2 separate regions of the Mus musculus genome follow, and region 1 is linked to region 2. The links are chromatin contacts, called in public Hi-C maps. All regions are on one chromosome and are shown on one strand. Each heading gives the region's core, a stretch centred on a gene start, on an enhancer-like site or on the middle of the called end of the contact. The rest is flanking DNA. Distances are from core to core; before and after follow the strand shown.

Region 1 (2,928 bases), core at 171-2,670, 160 kb after region 2:
GGAGCAACAAAAACACAGACTGAGAGAAAAGATGCAGGCATGAGACAGGCATGTTCTTACCATCTGCACACATGATAGCAGTGTGCTGAGAACTTCGACGTGTCTGAAGCCTAACTTTACAATTTAAAAGGAAAGCTCTCGTGCCAAGTCTTCCACATAGCATGAGTTTCGTGATCCATGTGGTCATGCTACTTTAAATATGCCTGTAAGTACAACCTTTGTATAAAAAAGAAAAAAACTAAGACACAGAATCAGGGCCAGTGAGATGTCTCAGCAGGTAAAGGCGCCCTGCTGCCAGGCCTGACGATCTGAATTTGATCCCATGTGGTAGAAGGACAGAACCAACCACAAGTTGTCCTCTGACTTCCATATACACACCATGGTGTATTTCCCCTTTAAAAAAAAAATCAAAGCAAATAAATGTAATGTTTAAAAACAACAACAACAACATATATGAGTGGGGGGAGGGCTGGAGAGATGGCTCAATGGTTAAGAGCACTGACAGCTCTTCTAGAAGTCCTGAGTTCAATTCCCAGCAACCACATGGTGGCTCACAACCATCTATAATGGGATCTGATGCCCTCTTCTGGTGTGTCTAAAGACAGTGACAGTGTACTTATATACATTAAATAAATGAATGAATGAATGAATGAATAAATGTTTTTATTTTTAAAAAAATGAACCAGATACATTCTTTTTGTTTGTTTGTTTCTTTCTTTGGGTTTGGGGGGGGGTTGTTGTTGTTGTTGTTTTTGTTTTTTGTTTTTTTGTTTTTTGTTTTTGTTTTTTGTTTTTGTTTTTTGTTTTTGTTTTTTGTTTTTGTTTTTTGTTTTTCGAGACAGGGTTTCTCTGTATAGCCCTGGTTGTCCTGGAACTCACTTTGTAGACCAGGCTGGCCTCGAACTCAGAAATCCGCCTGCCTTTGTCTCCCGAGTGCTGGGATTAAAGGCATACGCCACCACACCTGGCCAGATGCATTCTTTAACTACAAGATATTGACCTTACTCTTCTGCTAGCAAAATCCTAGTCACACTCAAACCAAATACTGACAAGAAAGTGTACTTTCTCAGGACCTATGAGTTTTCCTTTAATCCTTTCATTATAAAAAACACAACACAACGATAAAAACAACCTAGAGGAGGAAAAGGAAGCTTAATTGAATAGAACAAAATTTAAGTGGCGAGCTACACATATTTGATTAATTTTACATTACATATTTTGAAAGGCAAGCTCATTATTTATACAGGTGCTGCCTGACCTCTATCCTGTGATTTATTCACTTTTAACCCATTAATATGCATACCATAAACAGCAGCAAAAAACCACATGACCTCACACCACTGTCTCAAGACACTGCACTTCCATCACTAAGTAAACTATTAGATGGCCTGGTGTTGAGACACTACGCCCGTCTGGATAAGAGAAAACAAGACTTTCCCTCCCATGAGGAGAAGAGAACCCCTGGGCAGTGCTTCGGCTCCTGCCACAGCTACCATGCTATTTGTCCTTTCAAAGGTACCTGTGCACCCGGCACAAACCTTCCAGGAAGCTTTCACGCTACTTACAGCATAATCAGTTGCTTATTGCCAAGGGAAGGACTCCCCCCACCCCCACCCCAAGAAAGACGATCTGCACACACTAATTTGAAAGACAGGGTAGGCATGCAAGTGTTTTAATAGCCCATTATCAAAAATTATCCCTTGGCTATAAAATCCCCAGACCATTGGCTTGAGATCAGCTCAAAGAAAAATGAGATTACAGAATTTAATCTAGTGAAGGGGAGTGAGAGATGAGTTTTAAAAAGCTTTAGCACACACACACACAGACACACACACACACACACACACACACACACACACACGGCAGAGAACCAAAACAAGATCAGCTTAGGAAAAAAAAAAAACCTTCCACACATTTACTTCATAGAAAGCTGACAGACCTCAAGATTCATTTTAAACTCAGAAAAGTAAGCGGTTACTTTGCACCATTTTAATCCAGAGTGGGAAATGTGCAAAGAAAAATTATAGAAAGGGTGATGGGAAACAGAGCAGCCTTTTGTCTTAAGTTTGCACAACCTAATTTAGAGCAATAAAGGAGAAACCTGTGTGTTCTGGGAAATGTCACGTCCATTACATACGTGGATAGGTATGAAGCACGGTCTCCGTAGGCCCTTCAGAAATTGCACACAGCCCCCCTAATGCAAACCAGGAGTCTCCGACTGCTGGATGAGCACTCCCATGTGGATACTTGCAGAGGGTCCCCTCGTCCATCCCACCCTCATTTGTGTCTGCCTAAAGGTCACAAGCATGGAAGTAACACATATGACACAAAGGTACCTCCCATCTGTCTCAACCTGGTGTCAGGGTCCTAGAGAACCACCCCCCTCCTCCCTGCAACCTCCACTCACTTGTTTCTCCTCCCCCTTTGCTCCCCCTACTCCCCTCCCCATGAGCATCTGCCTGGCCCAATCTCGCCTGGGCCAGCTCCAATAACAACATCTGCTTGGCAGCTTTTCAAGCCCACGGATAGTTATCTAACTGAGGCTTTTGTGCTGTACTGTTTATTCTATGTGAAGAAATGCCTCCTTAGTTGAAAGAGTACTTTAGAAAAACTGTGGAGCTATTAGCAAGTGAAGCACAGGGCTAATAACCCCACCTGCTCATCAGATTAATTATGACATCTGAGTCATTATAACTCAGAAAGAAAACACGACTGCAGATCTGTCGCATGTAGGAATAAACATGTATTAGGACCAGGGGGGAAAAAATCAGACCAAAAGATTCAGCTGGACAAGACACACTTCCACCTCTCAGAGACTAGAATATGGATCTTATGCCGCTCAAAGGGATGCCAAGGAAAAGGGGACCGCATGCCTGGCTGCACTACCACACTGTCGTTCCATGGAGCAAGGTGGGCACAGGGCACAGG
Region 2 (2,908 bases), core at 112-2,611:
AAAAAAAAAAGGGGGTATCATATACCAGTGAAGTACTGCATCTGCAAAAGACGACACGCAATAGTGACTTCACATGGGGACAGCGCAGCTGTCTAGGGAACCAGATCATTGCTACCCTTTGCTTTTACTATAGAGGCTTCCTTCCACACATGATGTTAGAAGGCCCTTCAACAAGGGAACCCAGGCACTTCAAAAGTCACAAAAACTTACTTGCTTACAACAGTCAAATGTAAATAAGATTTAAAGGGCAATCCTTCCCCTCAATCAGGAAATTAAGCATATTTTTTAAAGATTTGATTTTGCTCATATTTTAGAGCTAAAAAACCTATGATAGAAAATTATGAAGTTGTTAACTACAAATCAATTACAAGACACCCGTGCATGCATACACACACACACACACACACACACACACACACACAGACACACACACTTATGAAGCTACCGGATGTTATTGCCAATTAAAATATAAAAACATACAGGCCAACTGTAGTCATTTACTCCTCCCAGACCATGCCACAGGGAAGCCCACATGTTGATTTCCAGCCTTTCTCTAGTCTGTATTCCTCTCCACCCCTGGGCTTCTTTTCAATGCTATTGTTACAAGGGTTACTGCTCCTCTTATTTGCATAAGTGATTCTTCAACTACAGACATTTCCCTACCAAAAAAAAAAAAACTCCGGTTCTCCAAAATAGTGCTTTTCACAGAAAGGCTCCCCAAAGGCATACTAAATGAAAGAGAAATGTGAGTTTGTATAAAAGCCAGGAGACTCTTTCACAAATGATTTTTCTTAAAAGCAAATACTAGTATTATTTTTACAGTTTTGCTTCTAAAGAAGAGGACTTGTTTATACCAGATTTCTGAAGAGTAAGATGTCAAGGAGTTAACAATTATATTTATGACATTGGCCCTTTCACTGTGTTCACATATGCAGAGAGCTCCCAGAACGAAGAAAATAGGAGAGGAAACTCTATTTCTACACTTTCTGATATGCAACATAAATATTATTATTCCCCATGTGGAAATTCAACAGGCTTTTGTCTTTACTGCTGTAGCATTTCCTATAAAAATACATTCATTTCTAGGCTCTATTATTTAAATATGACCTGATTCACAGTACACCTAGTTCCAGCTCCTTGATCACAACAATGAAGTGATGGTGTGTGGGCCGCAATGGAGCTGACTTCCTCAGCAGAGAGTGTGCGTGTTTACACGGTGCTTTGCATAAACCATCTTCAAACAAGGTCAGCATTTAGCACACTTCCTTTAGCTGCAAAAGGGTTAACCAGTAAGGTTTGCATTTTGAGAATGTTCTGAATCCTGCTCCTCCCTCTCTGGCTCTGCTGCCAAAAACCATCTGACAGGAAACGGAAGATTAAGTTTGTCCTACCTAGGCGAACAAAGAGTGCTCTGAACGAGCTCCCACTTCACTGCAGAGCGGGAACTTTTCTAATCCCGCTGGAATCTGCAGCGCTGCTCTGAAAGTACCATGGAGAAAGTTGTTCTCTTTCCTCTAACATCTTGTCCCTGGATCATCTCGCTTTGGCCACACTGTCCATCCAAAAGGGTTGACGGGAAAGCTCCAGACATAATCATGTGGAAAATGGACATTATTGATTCCTATGGCCCATTGTTCCCCCATGCTAAGTCCCTGAAGTTCAAGTTCAATCTGGAATTACATCATGTCTGGTTTCTCCTGGTTACCAGACGGCTTGAGACGTGACCACAGCTACAGAAAAAACAAACAGCCTTCTTCACGCTTCGGCTCCCCTATCGATTCAAACGTAAACTTTTTTTCTTTCTCTCAAGTATGCTTCAAGTATGGAGCATGGTTAATTTAGAGATTAAGTTCCAAATTAGATTATCTAATGGCATCTTAATGGATTGCTGACCCATTTCCTGTGGGATGGCAGCATGCAAGTCTGGCTGGAATACAATTAATTTCTTAGGAAGTGTTCTGAAGAGTTTGTCTAGATAAAAAGGAAACGGCCAGTTGGACAAATCTCTCTTTATAAATGGAGAAAGGTAGGCGAAAATGATGTCTCAACACTGCTTCCAATAGCCAGATCAGAGACAGAGACACTGTGTGTGTGTGTGTGTGTGTGTGTGTGTGTGTGTGTGTGTGTGTGTGTGAGCGAGTGAGTGAAAACCATTTCGGATAATCTGAATAAAATACTACCGCCTTCAGTTTTGCTCTCCCAACAGGTGCAAATGATGCTGATGAGGACAGAAAGTCACTGCTTTCACGAGACTATTCAAAGCAAAGGATGACAACAGCAGCTGCCCTGGTACCAAACCCTGCTCAGATGCAACCTTAGATTTCATAATTCTCAGCCTTGAACCAAGGACTCACCTATGCCACCTAGCTTGTCAGCATTTCTATTAGTCCTGGAGTGGTGCTAGGGCCCCAGGATGCTGTATAAAAATGTGAACACTTTAGAGCCAACAGCTGAAAAGAAGATTCAGAGATGGGAATCCAGCTTCCCCTCCTCCCCCCAGCCCCCCAAACACACACACACACACCACCACCACCATCCCAAGGAACTTCAGAAACAACCCAGCTGCCCCGGACTGCAGTTTTGTGTCAAGATAAGAAATCCTGAGCAGGAAATGCTAACCTAGGAGACATGCCAGGATAGTCTAAATAATGCTGAAGTAAACAGTAGCTTAATTCTATAGGAACAGGACTGTCCACATACATGCATCGCATGTGACACTTACCTGTCTACATAAACGTACACGTGTGAATGCAGTTTGCAACCTACTGAAAATTATCTTTAAGTTTTTGGTTTTTAGTCTTTCGATAGAGAACATACATTTTATAAAGAAAAGCAGTGTTTCACAATAACTACTGAGCATGCCATGCACACGGCTGCCCCTTTGCTTTGCCCTCCCCCTGACCAGCCA

What was found. Hi-C and Micro-C count contacts between places; a contact is called where the count stands out from the background.
Region 1: a Hi-C map of the N1E-115 cell line shows a contact between it and region 2, with 2.4 times the contacts expected there. The contact joins two enhancer-like sites. A contact is called at or near these places in 1 of 484 Hi-C or Micro-C datasets (the N1E-115 cell line), 1 of 115 datasets of contacts at active chromatin or transcription factors (liver) and 1 of 9 other capture datasets (embryonic stem cells).

Annotation. Positions count from the first base shown.
Region 1 is chr4:82,462,016-82,464,943 of GRCm38.p6, forward strand. All of the region lies in intron 2 of Nfib (nuclear factor I/B), which reads right to left. It also overlaps 2310067E19Rik. Among named protein-coding and RNA genes, the nearest start is that of Nfib, 42 kb to the right of the region's middle. Within about 2 kb of position 1,421, at least 44 of the 459 cell types and tissues checked have an H3K27ac peak or open chromatin away from gene starts, as enhancers often do. A contact at or near this core is called in the N1E-115 cell line, where this site is marked.
Region 2 is chr4:82,303,025-82,305,932 of GRCm38.p6, forward strand. All of the region lies in intron 11 of Nfib (nuclear factor I/B), which reads right to left. Among named protein-coding and RNA genes, the nearest start is that of Nfib, 200 kb to the right of the region's middle. Within about 2 kb of position 1,362, at least 116 of the 459 cell types and tissues checked have an H3K27ac peak or open chromatin away from gene starts, as enhancers often do. A contact at or near this core is called in the N1E-115 cell line, where this site is marked.